2 separate regions of the Sus scrofa genome follow, and region 1 is linked to region 2. Evidence: chromatin contacts called from public Hi-C data. All regions are on one chromosome and are shown on one strand. The core of a region is the stretch at or near the end of the contact, and the rest is flanking DNA. Distances in the headings are between cores, read along the strand shown.

Region 1 (6,105 bases), core at 2,211-4,710, 120 kb before region 2:
TCCCTAAAACAGTATAGAGGCTTCTCAAAAAACTAAAAATTCACCTACCACATGACTCAGCAATACTACTCCTGGGTTTATACGAAAAAAAAAAAAAGACTAAGACTAATTTGAAAAACTAGAGGCACTCTAATGTTCACAGCAGCATTATTCACAACTGCCAAGAAAACAAAATAACCTAAGTGTCCATCAACAGAGGAATGGATAAGAAGCTGTGGTGTATACACACACACATACACATATTCAATGGAATTCTACTCAGCCATAAAAAGAATGAAATTTAAAAAAAAAAAAAAAAAAGAATGAAATTTTGCCGTTTGCAGCAACATGCATGGACTTGGAGGGCATTATGCTAGATGAAAGCCAGGCAGAAACAGATAAATTCTGTATGATATCGCTTATAAGTGGATTCTTAAAAATGTAAGAAACTCGTGAATATAACATAAAAGGGAGACTCACAGTTACAGAGAACAAACTAGTGGTTACAGTGAGCAGTGGGAGCAGTATGGGGATAGAGAAGTAGAAGGTTCCGCTATTGGGTGTAAGATAAGACTCAAGATGTTTTGTACAACACAGTGACTATAGCCAATATTTTGTAATAACTGCGAATAGGAAGTAACTTTTTAAAATTGTATAAAAAGCAAAAATTTTTTTAAAAGGATGGTTCCCTAAAATGCAAATTAAAAGTACTTACAAGGTAAAAACTCCACTGGGGGGGGGGGGATTATTTTGCCTATGCCTCTACTAGACACAGTATCCTGAAATAATTCTAGTCCTTCAAGTACTGCCTAAAGGCCACGGTGGAATTTTGAAAACAAGATAAAAGCAAAAAAATCAGCTCTCTCCAGAAATAGTGGATTCATGATCAAATTTACTAATTCAGCTTCATCATTAACAAGATATGTGGAACTGGAACAATTACTTAGCTTCTTTGATTCCCTTATTTCTTAACACAAATAATATGTCCTTCACAGGATTGTTGTAAGATGAAGCATAGTCATCTCTTGGTATAACACTGGTTCCAGGACCCTCTCAAATACCAAAATCCAAGGGTGTTCAAGTCCCTTCTATAAAATGATGTAGTACAGTCAGCTCTTTATATCTACAAGTTCTGCACTTTGGGACTGAGGTTACCTCAATCAAGACCTCATTAAAATCATAAGAATTGTTATTAAGTAAGAATGACCCCTTCACACCAGTCTTTGAAGGAATGTGCAGCCGTTACTAAGCTTGGCTGGCTTTTCTTGGGTACCCAGGATAAGGGAACCAGACATACATACAGTCCATCTCGGATTGTGGCTGTCCATAATTGAAGGCTTTTGATCTAAGCATCAGAGAGATCTTTTTCATTCTGTGCCATCTAGGGAGCCACAACTTAAAACTACTTGTGATTTGTTTTGGCTCTTATGTTGTGCAGGGGAGTTGGTGGTTCTTGGGTTGGTTCTTGCTGAGTGATTGTTTTTCCATTGTTTTGGTTTGAGCGTTTTTGTCCTGGGAATGAAAAATACATTGCATATACTATCATTGCTCAAACTTCACCCCAACAAGCAGGTACCTTAAGTCTTTCATTATTATTGATTGTCCACTTATTATCTGCCCTTCCTGGCGAGATCTTGGAAATCTTCCTTGACAACCTCAGGTGTCCTTTTTTCCCTTCATTAGATCTTCTTTGGAAAAATCAAAATAATTTATAGGGGAAAAGGCAACAAGCCTTAATGGATAAAGTGACGGACTAGAAATGCTTACCTAGGTGCTGCTCTATTATATCTGACAGTGAATCTCCCTCCCTAGTTTACCTGCCTTTGAAAAATGGTTGTTCAAGTCATTATTCTGGGAATCTTTCTGTCTAGTTTGAGATGTAAAATGCATTCATAAATAACCAAACACAATATTAACAATGCCTTATGTTTTATAATAAATTTCAATAGCATTTCATGATCTCTTTGATCCTAACAAATAACATGGGAGGGAATTACAGTATTGTTCCCATTTTATAGATAAGGAAGTGGTGAACCCAAAAAGTTAAGAAACTTGGCCAAGGCCAGTCCACAAATAAATGGGCAAGTCTGAAATGGAGTTTGATCTCCCACTCCTAGTCCTGTGCCTTCAAAAGTCCCAGGAAAGTGCCCCAGCAATCCATTCTGATGACAACAAGCTAGCATTGGGAAACAGAGAGGAGAGGAATGACTTCCAGCTTGAGAAAGTGCCACCTAGGGAGCTGTAACTTAAAACTAACAAAGACCTGCTTACTCATTGTTTCATAAATAAATATCCTATGTCTCCGGCCAGACTCTAAGTCTGTGGGCCAGCACTGGGTCTCAGTAATAACAGTGTGATAGTTATTAAAAAAAAAAAAAAAAAAACAGACATACTGAAAGGCAAAATATAAACAGACACAGTATTATTTAATTCTCACAATAATCCTATGCGTTAAGGACCATCACACCCATTTTACAAATGATGATACTGAGGTAGAGAAATCAAGTAATTTGCATGGGGTTATACAGCCTGCAAGTGACTGGCCCCAAATGTCATCACCATAGCTCCCACAAACTACACTTAACCACTGCTCAGTGCTAAGAACTGAGCACGTGGTGAGCTGTACAAATGCTTGACCGCAGCATAAGAACTGGGCCTGCTCACTCTGAGATATATAAAGATTAATGAAGAATTGTGTTTTACTCACATATACACAGTTCATTTATTTGCAGACAGATGCTCTAGAAACCACTGCAGGCACAAGAAGAGTAGTTTATAGATTAGGGTTAATAAAATGCAGAGAAATTGTGCCAGGCAGAAGAAGGTGCTGTTATTCCCCAGCAATGGCCCAGGACAGGCTAAAGGGCTCTTCATCGTATCACTCTCCTCTCTTCCCCACCCTCAGCAGCTCATGTTCACATTCGGGATCTCCCCGACTCCTCAGTGCTCCAAGAACTGGTAGAATGTGGAGAATAATGAAGGAGTTTGGGGCTATGAGAGTTTTAAAATCTCACATGTTTTCGAAGAAATGTTATGCAATCACATTCCTTCATTTCACAAAGGATATATTCCTATCTCTAGGGTCACATTGGTTCAGTTTGATAAACTGCTCTACTGGCCCTCTATAGACCTATGATTCATTTGACACAGAAAGCGTTAATTGCTGTTATTTCAATACTGCTGGCTCTTATGTTTTGCCAAGTGGCGTAGGTCTATACATTTGCGGTTTAACTCAGTCTTCTGTTTATTTCCATTGTTGGCACTATTTAAATGGTTATACTAGCATTCAGATTTAGAGGGTAAGCAAATCAACCTCATCTTTATTATTAATGACTACCACTGTACCTTGTTTCACATATATCTTGGAAAAGGGGGAGTGTGCTTCTTTTCTAGTCTTCCCCCAGAAAGCTGATACTGTAATTGAGAGCCTGGCTCATAGTCCCTGTTGGTGTGGAAAGCAGGGCTTTGTGCTAGGTCAGCTTATGGTCAGCCTTCTGTGCAGAAGAAACCACAGTGTGGGAGCTAGATGGCTTTTGTGGCCCCAGACTAGCCATGGATGGAGTGGTAAACAAGTTTTCACAGCATACCCTTCCTGAAATATATAAAAAGAGACTAAATCTGTGTAGGCTTGTAAGGTATATAGCTGGAAAGTTAGCTTCATTTATTGTCATACATAGTACTCAGCACCCTTCCATAGATAAGTAAATTCCTTCATTGATAACTAAACCCAATGTCATTACCTCTCTTGGACATAAAACTCCTTAGAGAGAATGACTGAAAGCTTCCTGCCAGAATGAGGAGATTCTTTCTAAACTTTAGGGGCACATTTCAGTAAATTACATGGATTGGAGATGCCACTGCTCATAATGAAAACTGCCCTGCAGGTATGCCACAGAAACAGAGGAAACCTGGAATTACTCTGCAGAGGGGCAGGAAACACTCTAGAGATTTGGGAGGGAGGCACCGAGGGAAGACAGAAAGCCTGGATGGGGATTATCTGGAAGATTTAAAAAATGAACACATGGAGTGTGCTTAAAACACTGCATGGAAGAATATGGACTAAATGTTAGCTATTATTCCTACTATGATTTCACAAGGAGCTACTCGATCAATGAGGAAATAGGCATTAAGATGGCAAACAAGTGAACTATTACTTCTCAGATTCACCTCCACTATGAACTTGAGAAATAAGACCCTTAGCTCTGAATCCCAGTGCTCAATACATTCATTCCCTTGTTTTGGAGTAGCTACTCAGAGAACACAGAATAGAACCACACCTGCCCTCAGTGTTGCCACTTTTATTAATATACAGCCATGGGTCCCTGGTCTTTCAGGATTTACAGTTTGTTTTTTTTCTGAAGTCCAGCTGACAGTTTATAAAAGGAAAAGCCAAGGAATTGATAAATGAGAGACCTGTTGCTATTACTAAAGGTTCAATAAAATTCATATTTTATGGCAAGACAAGAAAAATTTAAACATAGAAATTCTTCTCTGCCATTTGGCCTCCTCTCTCCGCCCACTGTGCTTTGTGTATCTGCATTAATCACCCACTAAACCTCTCCCATCCTCAGGAGTAGCAGCTCAACTGTAAAGAGCAGTATTCTCCTAGCATCAAGACAACTCCTTAAAAGATAACATTCCTTCTTGATCTTGTAAGTGGTCACAAGACCCACCACCACGACAGCCCTTAGATCTGGATTGTGTAAACTGTCAATACTATGTGATTTGATGTACAATGCTCTGTCTCAAAAAACTTATATAAACTGTGCCTTGACCTCTAATGGGTGGGATAGTTCTCAGAACTTTCTGAGATGCTTTTCCCAGGTCATAATCCTCAAATCTGGCTTCAATAAAATTTTCCAATTCTTTCTTAGATCAACCTTTTAATTTTTCATCAATGTTAAGGTCTGAAACCTTGTCTGGGTATTTAAAATCATCTTGCAGGTTGAAAACTAATTACAAACAGGAATTTATGCAAGGTATATAGAAAAAAAATGAGGTAACTGTATAACGCTTCCCTATAAAAATGTAGTTAAAAGAGTTCAAAAAGAGAGGTTTGTGAAGTGTCTGAATGGTGACTTTTTTTTTTCCTTTTTTTTTATAGTAAGAGGCAAGAGTAGAATGACAGAGCAAGATTTGGTTCTAGGAAGTCCCTAACTAATCAGAGTCCACAAAACCGGAACAGCCCTGGTTTAATGGGTAATGACTGATTTTTCCCAAAGTTTGAATAAACAGTCCCATTTTGATACAATGTGGAAGTCTGAAGGTCTCCGGCTTCCTTTGGAGAATCCTGAGGAAATGTCACCAAATAATGCAAAGGCTCCCTTTGGCAGAATATTAACATTCCATTTACATCACAAAAGCATAGGACCTAATCCCAATCCAACAAGCAAACTACTCTCCACCCCAGGAAAGCTAGAAAACAAAAGCATTTGAAAAAACCAATGTCTAGGCAGCATTTCCTGGAAAAACTACAAAGATTAAATGTTTTCAATCCATTGAAAACCAGCCTGTTCCCAGATTTTATCTCCTTGGCTACATTTGCAGAATGGCTATGTATGTATCCTTCTCCAGGCCAGGGATTTGCTTAAATTTCTATAGCCTTGGGCTTGATTACAAAGAGAAAGATAAATTAGGATTTTTTTAATGAGAATATTTTTCTCTTTCCTTCAGGGGTATGGTCTGCGAGGCCTTCAGATACTCTCATCTTTCCCAGTTCAAGGAACACAACTCATAGTTCATTTTTCTAAAGAAAGATGCTGGCACTCAGATTGGCCACAGCAGGGAAATTACAGAGCCTAAAGACCCTCTTTGAATGTAGGAGGTTTTCTAGGCAGGACATGAATCCACTGCAGATTTATATACAAATAAGGCAAGGGGGTGCTAATCTAGAAACTCTATTCTGATACCAGTAATTGTTCAGTTATTTGCCCCACTGCATTGCCAATCTGGTGTAAGTAGAAACTGTCCCACGGTGTCAAAGGCATCAGTGGCACCAAGTTAAAATCAAGACTCATCCAAGTAGCAGCTTTACTCCCTTTTTACTACTTATGTACTTATGTATGGTTCATTTCCTTCCACAGGCCAAAGTGCCAAAATCAATTTTCCCAGCTCATCTCCATCCGA
Region 2 (5,974 bases), core at 3,062-5,561:
CTTTTCATCCTTCATTTAATCTTAAATCTCTATATCCTTTTATCCCTGTCACAGTAAATTAAGTGCATAATAAGGGCTCTGAACTTCTATAACTTGGCCTTTAGATCATAAATTCACTACACAGTTAGAATTTTAGGGTGACTAAAGCTACATTACCATGTATCTACTGTCAAGTGGATTTAGCACTTGTCACATATGTTGCCTTAGATTATCCTAGGACCACTTGAGGAAGTTAAAGGTACTGGTGCTTGTTCTACCAAAAAGATAAACTAGTATGAAACAGATCGACGGGAATTCATTCCCAGGTCAGTATGTTTTTTCCTGTGTTTTGAAAGAGCTTGGGTGACAGAAGTTCAAAAGGAACTCAAAGGAGATTCTCCTAAAAAAGTTTTTGAAGACATTTTGCCTGTTGGCATCTACCAGAGTCAATACCCAAAATGATCCTGAATTTAAGGAGCTCTTTTCTTGGGCTGACTAAATACACACCAACATCCTCATCCTGTCAGGGAATTATTGTTTGGGATAAGAGCTTTACATTTCAAAATTTTTACCCCATTATTCACTAAGTATATGCTCAGACAAAAAATTTTGGTCTACTTGTACTTTTTATAACATTTACTTCTATGACTATTGTAACATGTAGTCACCACAAGTATTTCTTGTTTTGGGACAGGTTCAGGCAGCTGAAGAGAACAAAAGCATTTAGGTTTTTTAAAAATGAAATCCTGAAACTATTCTGAATAATACTATAATATAATAATGCATATATATCATTATACATTTGTCAAAAATCCATGGAACACACAATGACAAAAATAAACCCTCGTGTAAACTATGGACTTTGGGTGATTTAATGACGTATCATCATGTCATAGATAATAACATATCAATATAGGTTCATCAAGTGTAACAAATGTACCACCGTGATGCAAAATGTTTAGCTGGGGAGGCTGTATGTATCTGGGGGTAGGGGTTATATGGAAATCTTTTACTTTCCATTCAATTTTTTTGTGAAGCTAAAACTGCTCTAAAAAAGTACAGTCTATTAAAAAATGAAATCCAACTTCTTTTAATATACATATACACATGCACACATTCTAGAAAACTTTTTTTGTTTGCTGAGATGTCAGAAATATTCATCTTTGATTACAAAGTGATTTTACTTTGACATCATGACATTTCAATAAAGAGAAAACAATGAAAAGCAGGCTCCAAAAAAGACATCAAGAGATCCACTTAAAGAATTAAGCCTGATTTCCAATAACTGTGGGAAAACCTCAACAGAAATTCAGCCAGCATATTGTCAATTTTTAATTTAACAAATATATCTTCAAGATTTACTAGGTAGAAGAGATGAGTAGTAGGAATTGATACTTGCACAGCCTTTTTCAATCTTTGGCTGTAACCATCCTTTAGGAAAGAATGCTTTCTTTTATTTTCTGCCTTTGATCCATACAGGCCAGGCTTACAACCTGTCAGCAACCTCTTCCATGAAACCAGAAAGAGAAAAACTTCTGTCGATAAACAGCTCGCACACTTGTCTACAGCATCAGGGCAGCTTCTTTCCCAGGTTCTTTGCAGACATAAAGGACCATGCTTTATCATGGGCAGTTCCAATAAAGTAGCTGCAACCAATTTATTAGAAGATAGCTAGACAGTAATCCAGACAGAACTGTTTCTCTGCTGTTATTATATCTCCCTCATCACTGGCTTTCTGAAGCTCCCAAAGGTCTCATTTTTCAAGATATTTGTCTACTTCCAAATAACCTTAGTAAAAGATTCTAGTGATAAATACATAATGACTGAACCAAGTCTTTCTTAACTTATTTATTCATACTGAATTAATTATTAATTTTCCAGACATACACTTCCTGGGACCTCATTACATATTCTTTCGGCTCCAGATGGTCAAGGGCTCAAATCTGCATTATCTTTGGAATTACCACCCATAAGAGAGAAAGAAGAATGGCCAGAAACCTGCTATTCTAAGAAAAGGTCCAGAAGCTATCTCTTATCCCAAATCCCCAAAGAAGGTGAAAGTTGGAAAAACCTGCTATTCTAAGAAAAGGTCCAGAAGCTATCTCTTATCCCAAATCCCCAAAGAAGGTGAAAGTGGGGAAAAAAAAAAAAAGTACCTAAGCCAAAATCCATCCCTGTAAGTACAATAAATCTCTTATAAGCTCTTATAAAAAGGCCCAATCTTGTTTATCTTTTTTTTTTTTTTTTTTTTTTTTTGCATTTTAGGGCCGCACCCATGGCATATGGAGGTTATCAGCCTAGGGGTCGAATCGGAGTTACAGCTGCCAGCCTACACCACAGCCACAGCAATGTAGGATCGGAGTCACGTCTGTGACCTACACCACAGCTTCTGGCAATCCTGAATCCTTAACCCACTGAGTGAGGCCAGGAATCAAACCTATGTCCTCATGGATGCTAGTCAGATTCACTAACGGCTGAGGCACTACAGGAACACCTCTTGTTTCTATTTTCTATGGAAACAAGAACTCCTTTGCCCATCAAATGAGAGGAAAGATTTTCATCTTATTGTAGTGGTAACAAGCCTTGCTCTTAGGCTGGGAGATTATTTAGAATTTACGCTCAGAATTATTCTAATATTTTGCTCCTGTATATCTGAACAGAAAGAGAAAGCCTAGGGATAAGAAATAATTAGACAGCAAAGAGTATTGAGCTTCTTTGATAGGAACCATATAACTTTTCTCCTCTTTTCCCCTGATCACCACATCTTTGTTTCAGGAGTTAGACATAAAAAATCAGAATACAGTCTCATGTGAAGCACTTTTTGTGACTTCTAATGATTCCTAGTAGATCCTAATACGTTAGGAAAAGTGATTATAGCTGCTGGGCCTTCATTCTGTCAAAAACCTTTCCCCCAGTCCTTAGTGAATTTGGCTTTTTTCTAGACCACATTCAACATTTATCCAATTAACTAAGTCTTTAAAATGTCCCAAATGCCCAGGGGGAAGTGAATGGGGGGGTAGATGAAATAAGATTGGCCATAAATTAAAAATTGTTGAATCTGAGTGATGAAAATTTATCACACTATTCACCCTACGTTTGTATTTTTGAAAATTTTCCTAGTAAATTTTCCATAATAAAAAATTTTACCCTCTGTCATCTCAGTAAAGTGAAGTATTTTAAATAAGTTCTGAAAAATATCTCTCAGAAAACACTAAATTGTCTCTAAGCATTTTACCAGAGTCCTTCCTTGTCCCTTACTGCAAGTAATTCAGTTTACATGGTTTCCTCACGTCCACTCTACTCTTCTCTTGCACTTAAAAAACATAATCAGTTGTTTTAACTAGTCTGTTGTAAAGTACAGAGTTCCCATTGTGGCTCAGAGGAAACGATTTGGACTAGGAACCATGAGGTTGCGGGTTCAATCCCTGGCCTCGCTCAGTGGGTTAAGGATCCGGCGTTGCCCTGGGCTGTGGTGTAGGTCACAGACATGGCTCAGATCTGCTGTTGCTGTGGCTCTGGTGTAGGCCAGCAGCAATAGCTCCAATTAGACCCCTAGCCTGGGAACCTCTGTATGCTACAGGTGCAGCCCTAAAAAAAGACATAAATAAATAAATAAAGTATTAGTTCTAAGCCTCCCAATACTGGGTGCACTGTTAAAGAGGCTAGGAAAAGCAAACCCTAAAATAGTGGCTTGCCAACTGACAAATTAGTTGGGGAGATGATTTGTGGGCATGTCTTCTCTAACCCCTATGTCGCAGATGCTGTTGGTGCCCTGCCCAGAACCCCTTTGCCAGCCAGGACATCACCACTTAGCTTTGAGAGTGATGGCCAGGGGAATGCTGGCAAATATTTAACAACTGGCTCTTGGTGAGGGGTATAAAGGTCTTGATTTCAAGATGCAAATGCTCCCATCAGGGCTGATTCCAAACCACAGGATGAGGTCACTGGGGAGTTGGGAAGCAATGCACTTGTGAGCTCTTGTGAGCTGCACTGCCTACACACATCTGTTCCTTTCTCTGGGGAATTGCCCCCATCTTTCCTTCCCACTCCCACTGAAGGTCACCTCTCAGGCTTCATGCAGGAATAGCCTGCAGACAATGACTTGCCTCAAGGGCAATCAATTCTGTGATTTATTCATCACTCCCATAAATCAGATTATGTTCCTTGAGTTCATGTCATTGTTCAGCTCTTTCCCTTTTCCTATCCTGTTCCCTCACTTATTAGCTGGATTTTGTTGTTGTTTGTTTGGGGTTTTTTTGGCTGCACTGCAACACATGGAGCTCCTGGGCCAGGCATCAGACCTGAGCCAAGCTGCAAACTAAGCCACAGCTGCGGCAACACTGATCCTTAAGCCACTGTGCTGGGTGGGCCGGAAATGGAATCTACGTGCCAGCACTCATAAGACACTGCTGATCTCATTGTGCCATGGTTGGGGGGGGGGGCTCCAGCAAGTTTTTTTCTTTAAAGAGCATGACCTCAGTAAATTATATACAGCAGAATACTTACCTCAGGCTCTGCTTCTAGGAAAGCCAACCTAAGGTACTTGCATAACATACTCCGAGGGTTAAGCTTTCCCAAGCTTTCCCTCCAATGCACCTTTAATGAAATGAGGAATAACTGTATTTCCAGGAGATCTAGAAGTGTAACCCAAAGCAGGCAACTACAAACCTCATATTTTTGAAATCTTCTATTTCACAATAAAAACATATGTAAAAATTTAAACTGTATTTCGTAATATTTGTGTTTAACATTAAAAATGTCTTCCTTTTTTCCAGAATCCTTGAGTAGAATCAGTGCTCTAATGCTCCAAGGTAATGGTCCCATAGCTGTTCCCATCCCTGAAAGCATGCATGTCTTAATCTGGGAATTCTGAACACAAGAGTGCAGGGAGTCTATTCAGACCCTGAATGCTCAGCCTCCAACTCTAGAATGTGCAGTGTGCTTTGCCAATCCTTTAAAGACTGTCTCTTCAGCACTACAAGCTCTTAACAGACCTGCCCAAACAGACTGTCAGTAGATCCCAGTTTCTTCTTCAGTTTAATCAGGAAGGAAAGAAGGGAAAGGGGAGAATGGCAGGAATCCAGTCATTGTTAGATGGATCTTCAAGCATTCTTTCTAGTCTTCTGTTTTATGGATGTGAAAACTGAGAATCGAGGCATAAAAGTAATTTGCTGAAGACAAGAAATCAGTAAAGGCTGGAAACAAATATGCTATATCTCTGGATTTCCAGGCCAGAGATCTCTCTGCTTGCCCATGTGGCTGCCCAGATTTTGAGGACAACTTTAGTTGGTATCAGTAGAGGAACAGAAAAATCTGAAGTCTGTGGTCACTCAGTAAAATGTCTCCCCTGAGACCCCAGGGTGGGGTGGTGGTTTATTGAGCAAGGCAGCCTTCAGACTCCATGTGTTTCCAAGTGAGAGTTAGAGACTGCCTCTTCATCCAAAAGGAGATCTAAGTGAGAAGAGTCTCGTACTTCCCAGCTGGAGTCCCTTGATAATAGATGGTCTGAGAATGCCCTCTGGTGACTTTCTGCTGTGAGTTCAGGCAATTTAGAGAGGAGGTGGCTGTGGAAAAGGGTGAAGAGAAGCTGGGCTCCTGGAAATGGTTTTATCCTCCAACAAATGTGGTGTGGGTGTTCTGTCAGCAAACTGTGGCAGGATCCAACCAGGAAGTAGGGTAAATACATAATACATGGTTACGCCTCTGTGGTGTTTGTCTTCTGTTCTCTAACAACGACTACAATTCTTTTTAATTGCACAATTACTTCAATATTGCTGAACTTGTATTATATTAATACAAGGCATAGAAACAATAACAAATTGGTAGGCATAAAAATCTCTAGCACAATTTTAATTTGGGCATATCCTTCTCTGGTTCACTGTATAATATGATCACCATTTCTCAAGAAAATGAATAAAAGCCTACCCCTGGGTCTTCAGAATAGAGTCTGTCTTCTCAAGGCCACTGCCAATTCATTTTTGATGATATACATTTG

What was found. Hi-C and Micro-C count contacts between places; a contact is called where the count stands out from the background.
Region 1: a contact with region 2 is called in a Hi-C map of skeletal muscle, with 4 times the contacts expected there. The contact joins two enhancer-like sites. A contact is called at or near these places in 3 of 47 Hi-C or Micro-C datasets (embryonic fibroblasts, heart right ventricle and skeletal muscle).

What each region holds. Positions count from the first base shown.
Region 1 is chr2:90,898,071-90,904,175 of Sscrofa11.1, reverse strand. The region is part of intron 2 of LOC110259417 (a long non-coding RNA gene); the gene reads right to left. Among named protein-coding and RNA genes, the nearest start is that of ATP6AP1L, 220 kb to the right of the region's middle. Within about 2 kb of position 3,460, at least 3 of the 83 cell types and tissues checked have an H3K27ac peak or open chromatin away from gene starts, as enhancers often do. A contact at or near this core is called in skeletal muscle, where this site is marked.
Region 2 is chr2:90,780,623-90,786,596 of Sscrofa11.1, reverse strand. No RefSeq gene overlaps it. Among named protein-coding and RNA genes, the nearest start is that of ATP6AP1L, 100 kb to the right of the region's middle. Within about 2 kb of position 4,311, at least 7 of the 83 cell types and tissues checked have an H3K27ac peak or open chromatin away from gene starts, as enhancers often do. A contact at or near this core is called in skeletal muscle, where this site is marked.